Linked DNA regions of Rattus norvegicus: region 2 is linked to region 1. Evidence: chromatin contacts called from public Hi-C data. All regions are on one chromosome and are shown on one strand. Each heading gives the region's core, a stretch centred on a gene start, on an enhancer-like site or on the middle of the called end of the contact. The rest is flanking DNA. Distances are from core to core; before and after follow the strand shown. Region 1 has its middle 99 kb from the start of Gda. Region 2 has its middle 65 kb from the start of Cemip2.

Region 1 (4,112 bases), core at 780-3,279:
GGTGTTGGTTGCTAAGTAGGGATTGAGGGATGCTGGGTGAACCTGGAGGCCAGGTCCACTTTGGTATATTAAATATGCACCTCTGCTGTTTGAATCTCAAACCCAACACAATATACCACAGTAATCAAGCACTTCATATAGTCCCTGAGAAAACACACACACGCACGCACGCACGCACACACACACACACACACCCCACATGCGCACACACACACACACGCACGTGCACGTGCACACTCGCGCAAACACCCCACACGCGCGCGCACGCGCACACACACACACGCACACATGCGCGCATCCCCCCCTTATCACATTTGCATAAAATAGCTGTCTTGTTTGTTACTACTGAGAGAGCAAGGGGAATAAACTGAGGAGAATGCAAATGACAGTTTTCAAAAACTAAAGGTACATCCTCTGACGTTTAGCTCTGGGGAATCTATTCTATACACAAACACAAAAATATCTTCGTAATTGCGTGTCATTGTATTGTAACAGTCTGCAAAGCCCACGCAACTTTGCAGCCCCGTGGAGCTGCTTGCAACATATTGAGCAGTTACCTCTGCAGGAATTGGGAATTCAATGTACGTTTCACAGCTTTCTCTTTTGCATTCGTAGTATCTAAACTTTGTAATGATCTTATGTATTGCTTCTTGAAAGATATGCATATATTTAAATGAAAAGTAAAACCAGGACAGGAGCAACAGCAATGGCCAGCACCGTGCATGCTGCTTCTATAATCCAGAAGTTTGTTGACTTGACTCACGTAATGGTCTCAAAGTTATAAGGGAAAGGAAGATCAACTTCTCAGACAACAGAAGTTAAGCAACTGGGTTGGATCCTAGACCAAACCAAATAAGGGGCCTTAATAGGGCAGTTAGCAAGAGTTGGTTCTAAGTTTGCACGTTAGCCCAGAGGCCTGCAAATTGTCTCTGTAAAGAGCTGGAGAGTTCGTGCTTTGGGTTCTGTAGATAAAGTGGGAGAACCTCAGCGGGTTCTGGGCCAGCCACTCAGCTCCGTGACGTCAGCACAAAAGCAGATGAAGATAGTGGACATGTGTAGTCTGAAAAAAGGTAATTCCACTATTTACAGAAAATAGATATGGAGGTAGAGTTAAAATATTTCTATTAGCAATTTTCTTGTGCCAAATGATTGGCCAGCTTCTACTTACACATCTGCACTGATGGGAAATTCGTTATATCTAACTCATTTCCTATAGAGCCACATAAATTATTAGAAGAGAATTTGCTAGACACATTCAGTCTAGCAAAATTATTATTTGAAAGTGAAAGGAACTGATGTTTCCTTCAAGATGTAAACTTGGCATTTTCCGGCAGCAATCCCTGGAGGTGAATGAAGATAATGTTTAACCAGTGTGCCACCTAGTGGCCAAGGCATGAATAGATGCACATGAAAGGAAGTTTTCAATAACTCCCGAGAGCCAAAAGGGTGGGGAGGGAGGGGGAAGGGGCGTTCCTCATGTCCTTTTTAATCTCTATAAAAATGTTGCTGCTAGGTGGTTATTATTTTAAAATGGTGATGATTGTGAGTCAGGCAATATTGATTCCATTTTATAGGAAACAGATGGCTAAGCTTGACATTCATAGACAGGCCAACCTAGCTGGCCTCCCTGGGTGTGTGCCTGCTTTGTAGTTCCCTAACACACTAAATCTGGCCTTCACCTGGGGCTCACGTCAGCCATTAGCGTTCAGCAGGAGTGACGTGCTGATTCTTGGGGTAGGCCTTGGAGAAAGCCTGCAAACATCTGCTTTGGGGCTTTTGGAAAGTGTAAGCCATGATTTAAGAAGTCTGTACGGAAGAGGTTGTGTAGACAACCCAGATGAAAACGTACATAGAGGTAAATAAGTACCATATTTCATGGAGAGTAAGCCAAAGTGGTGAAGGAAGGGAGACAGGGTAGAGAAGGAGGGGAGGGTAGAGAGGTGGAGACTGGATGTGGGGGAGTACATCACTACACAACCCAGCCTTCCAGCCATCTTGAAGACACCACGCATGCAAACAATCTCTGAACTAGCCCAGTTGAGTGACTAAACTCAGTCCTCGGAGTGACATCACATTACTCACAGCTCAACTCCATTGGCCTACAGACTCATGGGAAGGTCGCCATTTACAAGACACTCTGTTTTGTGACAGTTCTCTCCCGTCTAATGGATAACTGAAATGAGGGGTCCATAAGCACAGCATGTTGTGGGAGTAGCGACTTCCCGCCTCTCAGCTTCAGATGCGCCCCTGTTCAATGTGACCAGAGCCTTCCTTTGGCAGCTAGTAACACTAACGTTTATCAGTAGAGGACTCCAGACAGATGCTTCAAGATGGAAGGTCCCTTGGGGTGCTTTCACTAGGCTCCCGAATTCCATCTAAAGTAGTGATTCTCAACCTTCCTATGCTGTGACATTATATTATATTATAATGTATATTCTTAATACAGTTCTTCCAGCTGCGCTGATCCCCAATCGCAAAATTATTTCATTGCTACGCCATAACTCTAATTTTGCCACTGCTATGAATCACAATGGAAATATCTGCTATGCAGGATGTCTGATATGAAACCCGTGGGGAAGGTTGAGAACCAATGCTCTAGACTCTGTCTATCACGAGGTGCACACGGTAAAGATTTCTCTACAGTGGTCTGTTGTGTGCTTTCTCTGCCTCTTCATTAAAGTGGGGGTCACATGGCCCAGGGTCTCAGACAATGTGAAGACACACACTTTCCTGGAATTTTGTTTCCCACACCCTTTTATTAGATCAACAGTTCTAGGGGGCTGCCAATACAGTGAGCCTGCCCCCCGATCCTTGTTCTACCCAGCAGCCTAGGGTGCCCTGGCCCAGGCTGTGTTCAGGGGATGCCTCTCTAGCTCCTGTTTTCAACAGCATCTTCAGTAGTACCACATTTCTTCTGGGTGGGCAGCCATCAGTCTTGTCTTACTCATGACTTAATGCTATGAATTCTACCTAGTCCTCATAACCACTTCCCTTTGTATTAGCTACTATTCTTATGGTTTGGAAAATTATATTCTGTTTGTCTAGTGACTAGGGACCAGATCTGACCCAAGGCAACCAAGCCAATTTCTCTCTGCAGTGAGCCCTAACCACCTTTTTCTGCAGGACCTTAGTGTCTCCCTCAATATCATCTGGAGGGTTTTAAGTATTACTTTCTATTTTTCCTTGCTCTTTTAACACACTGAGTGGCTGTGACATGAGCTAAAACTGATCCAAAATTACAGGACTTCTTTGCATTTTGACACTGACATCCTTTTTCTTTGTGTGTTTGGGGTTTTTTGTTTGTTTAAGATTTATTTTTATAGATGGAACTGGAAAATATCATCCTGAGTGAGGTAACCCAATCACAGAAAAACACACGTGGTGTGCACTCATTGATTAGTGGCTATTAGCCCAAATGCTTGAATTACCTTAGATGCATAGAACACATGAAAAACTCAAGGATGATCAAAATGCTTCACTCCTTCTTTAAAAGGGGGACAAGAATACCCTTGGCAGGGAATAGGGAGGCAAAGTTTAGAACAGAGGCAGAAGGAACACCCATTCAGAGCCTGCCCCACATGTGACCCATACATATACAGCCACCAAACTAGATAAGATGGATGAAGCAAAGAAGTGCAGGCCGACAGGAGCCGGATGTAGATCTCTCCTGAGAGACACAGCCAGAATACAGCAAATACAGAGGCGAATGCCATGATTTAACCACTGAACTGAGAACGGGACCCCCATTGAAGGAATCAGAGAAAGGACTGAAAGAGCTTGAAGGGGCTTGAGACCCCATATGAACAACAATGCCAAGCAACCAGAGCTTCCAGGGACTAAGCCACTACCTAAAGACTATACATGGACTGACCCTGGACTCTGACCTCATAGGTAGCAATGAATAGCCTAGTAAGAGCACCAGTGGAAGGGGAAGCCCTTGGTTCTGCCAAGACTGAACCCCCAGTGATTGTTGAGGGGAGGGCAGTAATAGGGGGAGGAAGGGGAGGGGAACACCCATAGAAAAGAGGAGGGGAAGGGTTAGGGGGATGTTGGCCCAGAAACCTGGAAAGGAAATAACAATCGAAATGTAAATAAGAAATACCCAAGTTAAT
Region 2 (4,112 bases), core at 724-3,223, 400 kb before region 1:
GGGATCTAGATATGCGTCATCATGCGCAGTGTAGAAAAAAGGTTTGGTGTGTACTTGTAGTGGGATGACTATGGTTGACATATATACATATATTTCAAAGTAACAAGATCCATGGGTGGTGGTGCATGTGTTTAATCCTAAACTCCAGAAGCAGAGTCAGGTAGAGCACCATGAGTTTGAGGCTAGCCTGATTTATACAGTGAGGTCCAGGCTAGTCAGAGCTACTTAGAAGGACCCTGTTTTACTGGGTGGTTGTGGCCCATGCCTTTAATCCCAGCATTTAGGAGGCAGAGGCAGATAGATCTTTGATTTTGAGGCCAGCCTGGTCTATGGTTTGAGTCCCAGGACTGTCAGGGATACACAGACAAACCTTATCAAAACAAAAACAAAAACAAACCAAGAAAACAAAAACAAACAAAAAACCCCGTGTAAAAGAATAAGAAAACCTAATTACAAAGATTTTGACAGTCATTGGCATGAAGAAATGAAAAATAGGGGCCAGCAGTTACGAACACTGACTGCTTTTCCCAAGGTCCTGAGTTCAATTCCCAGTAACCACATGTTGGCTCACCACCATCTGTAATGGGGTCTGATGCCCCCTCTTCTGGTGTGTCTGAAGAAAGATACAGGGTACTCACATACATAAAATAAATAAATAATTCTTTAGAAGAAAGAAAGTAAACCTATTTACAGCAACATATATGCTAATTACCCTGATTGTATCATTTCTATATGAATGTATGTATCAAGTTAAAATGCATTAATAAGTATCATTATTTGTATCAATAAAAAAATAGGACTTGGTAGTGTAGGTTTATGAGAGTAGGAGCTACAGACTAAGTTCAAGAGGCAGTGGATAATACAAGGAAATGCTGTTGCAAAATAAAAGTAAAAAGAGGGCCAAATCCACAGAGGCAGAGTGCTTGCACAAAGTCCTGAGTCAAATTCCCATTTCCACAAAAAAATAATAAGTAAAACTAAAAAAAAAATTAAGTAAAAATAATAACGATGATAAGGAGAAATGGAACTAAGGAGAGAGCGAGGGAGCTGATGTTTTTCTGGTTGATTTAGGTGCCTAGGGATCCATGCAGTCCTCCCAATAGCCTGGTTAGTCATATATTATGATCCCCATCTCAGGTGAAGCCACTGCAGGTCAGACAGCAGCTTGCCTGCCAGGAAATGACAGAGTTGGAATTTGAACCCAGGCCCGTGTGTTGCCAAACTACTTCCTATAAATAAAGCTTGCTCCAACTCATGCTAGCCATGACATTTCTCTGATAGAGAACCTCTTCATATCAAAAGCAAAAAAGACAAACCATTACTACTAGTGTTCCTACAACAATAGCCATGTGTTGGGAGACAAAAAAATCCTGTATGAAATTCACTAAAATGCGTCGGGCATCTAGAGTTATCAAAGTACTCAAGTTGAGCCCCAGACTACCCAGAAATAGTGGGAGGTATAAGGCTTTAATCCTACCTGGCTACCTTATCTTCTGTGTTTTAGACAAGCTCTCACAACCTCTGTCAGGCTGGCCTTCAGCTTTCCTTCCTCCAACCTCCTCCTCCAAGGTCAGGGCTTATTCTTAGGAGCAAGGACCCCTGCTGTTAACATGGCTGTGGTGTACTGTCAATTCTGACCCATATATTGTCAGAAACGAGACTGACTCTTCACAGACAGAAGAATCGTCCACGTTTTATTTGCATAAAGGTTGGCCTCTAAATTCAGCTCTTTACGGTGGATCAGCCCCTCTTCCCTGGCCTTTCCGGGAGTAGAGATTCTGTGCTCTCTTCACTGGCTTTTCCTCAAAGTGTTTTTCCAGTTCACTTACAGTTGAGAACAGATGTAGATGCTGGCCTGCTCCCAAAACCCTGCAGCTAACTCCTGATTCCACCGTTCCCCACAGACTGAGCAGGGGCCGAAGTAGAAAATGACTTCAACCCGTGAATCCATCTGTATCGCTCACTGCCAATCCAGTTCCAGCCTGAAGAAGCCAATCTTATTCTCAGTCTTCCCCCCCTTCAGTTCGTGCTGAGCTTGTACAGAGCGCACCACATTTCGGTGATTTAAGGCTCTTTTCTCCCTTCTCTGGCCCAACACCATCATTTGTCAGTTCTCCAGACTCTAACGGCAGAAGGAACAAAGTTTTTGGAAAACCGAAGACACACAATAGATCAAGATTATCTGGCCTTGGCTACCATGCAAATGACCATGAGCTCAGACAGAAAATAAAGTGGGTCTTTTTAAAAGTCAGTGCTTCCGGCCGGAGAAATGGCTTGGCCATTAAGATTGCATCCTCTTGCAGAGCACCCAAGTTCAGCTCCCCGTACCCATGTCAGGCAGCCCATAGCTGCCTGTGACTCCAATTCCAGAGGATCCTACACCCCTGCTGACCTCCTCAGACACTTCCACTCATGGGCACATGCATATGGGAACTTAAAATTAAAAAATAAATCCTAAAGAAGAAAAAGAAAGGAAAGAAAGTAACCCAGTGTCATTTAAAGCACAAAGTTATAACACCGGGAAGAGTTGGTGGGCAGAGGAGGGATACAGTGTAACTTTGAGTCACTCTTCTGTGCTAATGTCAGCTGTGTCATTTCCGCATCACCAACAAATACAGGAAACTTGTCCTGTGTTGATAAAAAGCAGATGAGAGGACAGCCATGGCTAACACAGTCCTTTATTCCAGTAAAGCCACAACAGAAAACTGCAGCTGCAGTAGAGACATGGAGAGACCAGATAGCATTTTCATAGCCCAGAGTTCTAGGAACAGCTTCTGACGCTCACAGTCCTCTAGCCGGTAGAGCCGAACATCTTGCCTGCCTATTAAATGGATACATCTGGTGCTTTGGGCAAATCTGAGGGCTCAGGAAACTACCCATAGTCTTTTCTACTTGTTCCAGTAAACTGAGGCAATGGCATTCCCTCAAACAACCATACTGATCTCATTCTCTTACTTACCTCACTAAATGTTTGATCTCCAGTCATGAATCAAGCACGGTATGAGGCATGGGGAACAACGCTGAACTAGAAAGACCAAGAAGCATGGGACCAGCCAATTTTCACTCTCTGTGGACAGGTTTTAAACACCTTCATCAGCCTAGGCATCATTTGGAGCTTGCCAGTGATATTTCAAAGTGACTATGCCTTTCTGCTGATAAAATTGCTTTTTCCTCTCCAAGGATTTTTTTTTTAAGTTACAAAATTTACAGTCCAGAATGATAGGAAAGCAATAGAAACCTGGAGAGTTGAAAAGAGTCATTTACTGTTCCCCTAAAGTGTGGGCAGACTGGCTTTAAGACTCCAATAGGGCATTCTCTCCAAGGAGCTCAGAACGCTAATCTCTCAGACATGTAAATTTTAGATGTACCGTATTAGTTTTTGTTATTAATATTTGAAGAACTTTTACTTGTTAGCACAAAGGATTAGACCACGTAAATTCACTGAGCAGGAGATATATACAAAATAAATAATTGTTTTCTTAGAGGGGTCATTAGGGTGACATGCTATTTTTATAGAGGAGACAGTCTTGCAGGAAGCAGAGTAAACAACATTAAAGGTGGACTCTGGTCAAGAGAAAGACCTGGTAGGATAAGGAACCATAACAAAGATGGTGCCTGGATGTCAGAATCTCATCATAAAGGAGGAAAAGTTAGGAAAAAGTTATTAAGTGTCAGCCTCCTACCACAGACCTGAGGGACCCAGAGTCAGCAAATGGAAACTTGAATATAAGGGGTTAACAAATTAAGGTTAAGTGGAGATTAATCATGAAGGTGGCCAGAGTTTCCCTGCTCTGCAGAAGTTGGGGGTTTAGGACAAGATGGGAGAATAATTACACAATATGAGAAAAGGGGAGGAACCAGAAGGAACCCTGTGAGCCTTCGGGGAAGCAATGGATTGACTGAAGCAGACAATTTAGCAGAGAGGTTACGTTCTGGGCACTGAACTATAAGATTTTCATCTTGGTGTGATGGTGTATTCCTATAATCCCAGCAACCAGGAGACTGAGGCAGGAAAAACAGGAGTTTGAGGCTAGCCTGTACTACATAGTGAGACCACGTCTCAAAACCAAAAACAGGAAGGAGTTTTCTGAAGTACAAAGAAGACCGATTTT

The links. A called contact is a pair of places that touch in the nucleus more often than the background predicts.
Region 2: a Hi-C map of the Rat2 cell line shows a contact between it and region 1, with 13 times the contacts expected there. The contact joins two enhancer-like sites. A contact is called at or near these places in 10 of 12 Hi-C or Micro-C datasets (the Rat2 cell line, Schwann cells, frontal cortex and 6 more).

What each region holds. Positions count from the first base shown.
Region 1 is chr1:228,308,013-228,312,124 of GRCr8, reverse strand. No RefSeq gene overlaps it. Among named protein-coding and RNA genes, the nearest start is that of Gda, 99 kb to the left of the region's middle. Within about 2 kb of position 2,029, at least 4 of the 93 cell types and tissues checked have an H3K27ac peak or open chromatin away from gene starts, as enhancers often do.
Region 2 is chr1:228,705,467-228,709,578 of GRCr8, reverse strand. No RefSeq gene overlaps it. Among named protein-coding and RNA genes, the nearest start is that of Cemip2, 65 kb to the left of the region's middle. Within about 2 kb of position 1,973, at least 16 of the 93 cell types and tissues checked have an H3K27ac peak or open chromatin away from gene starts, as enhancers often do.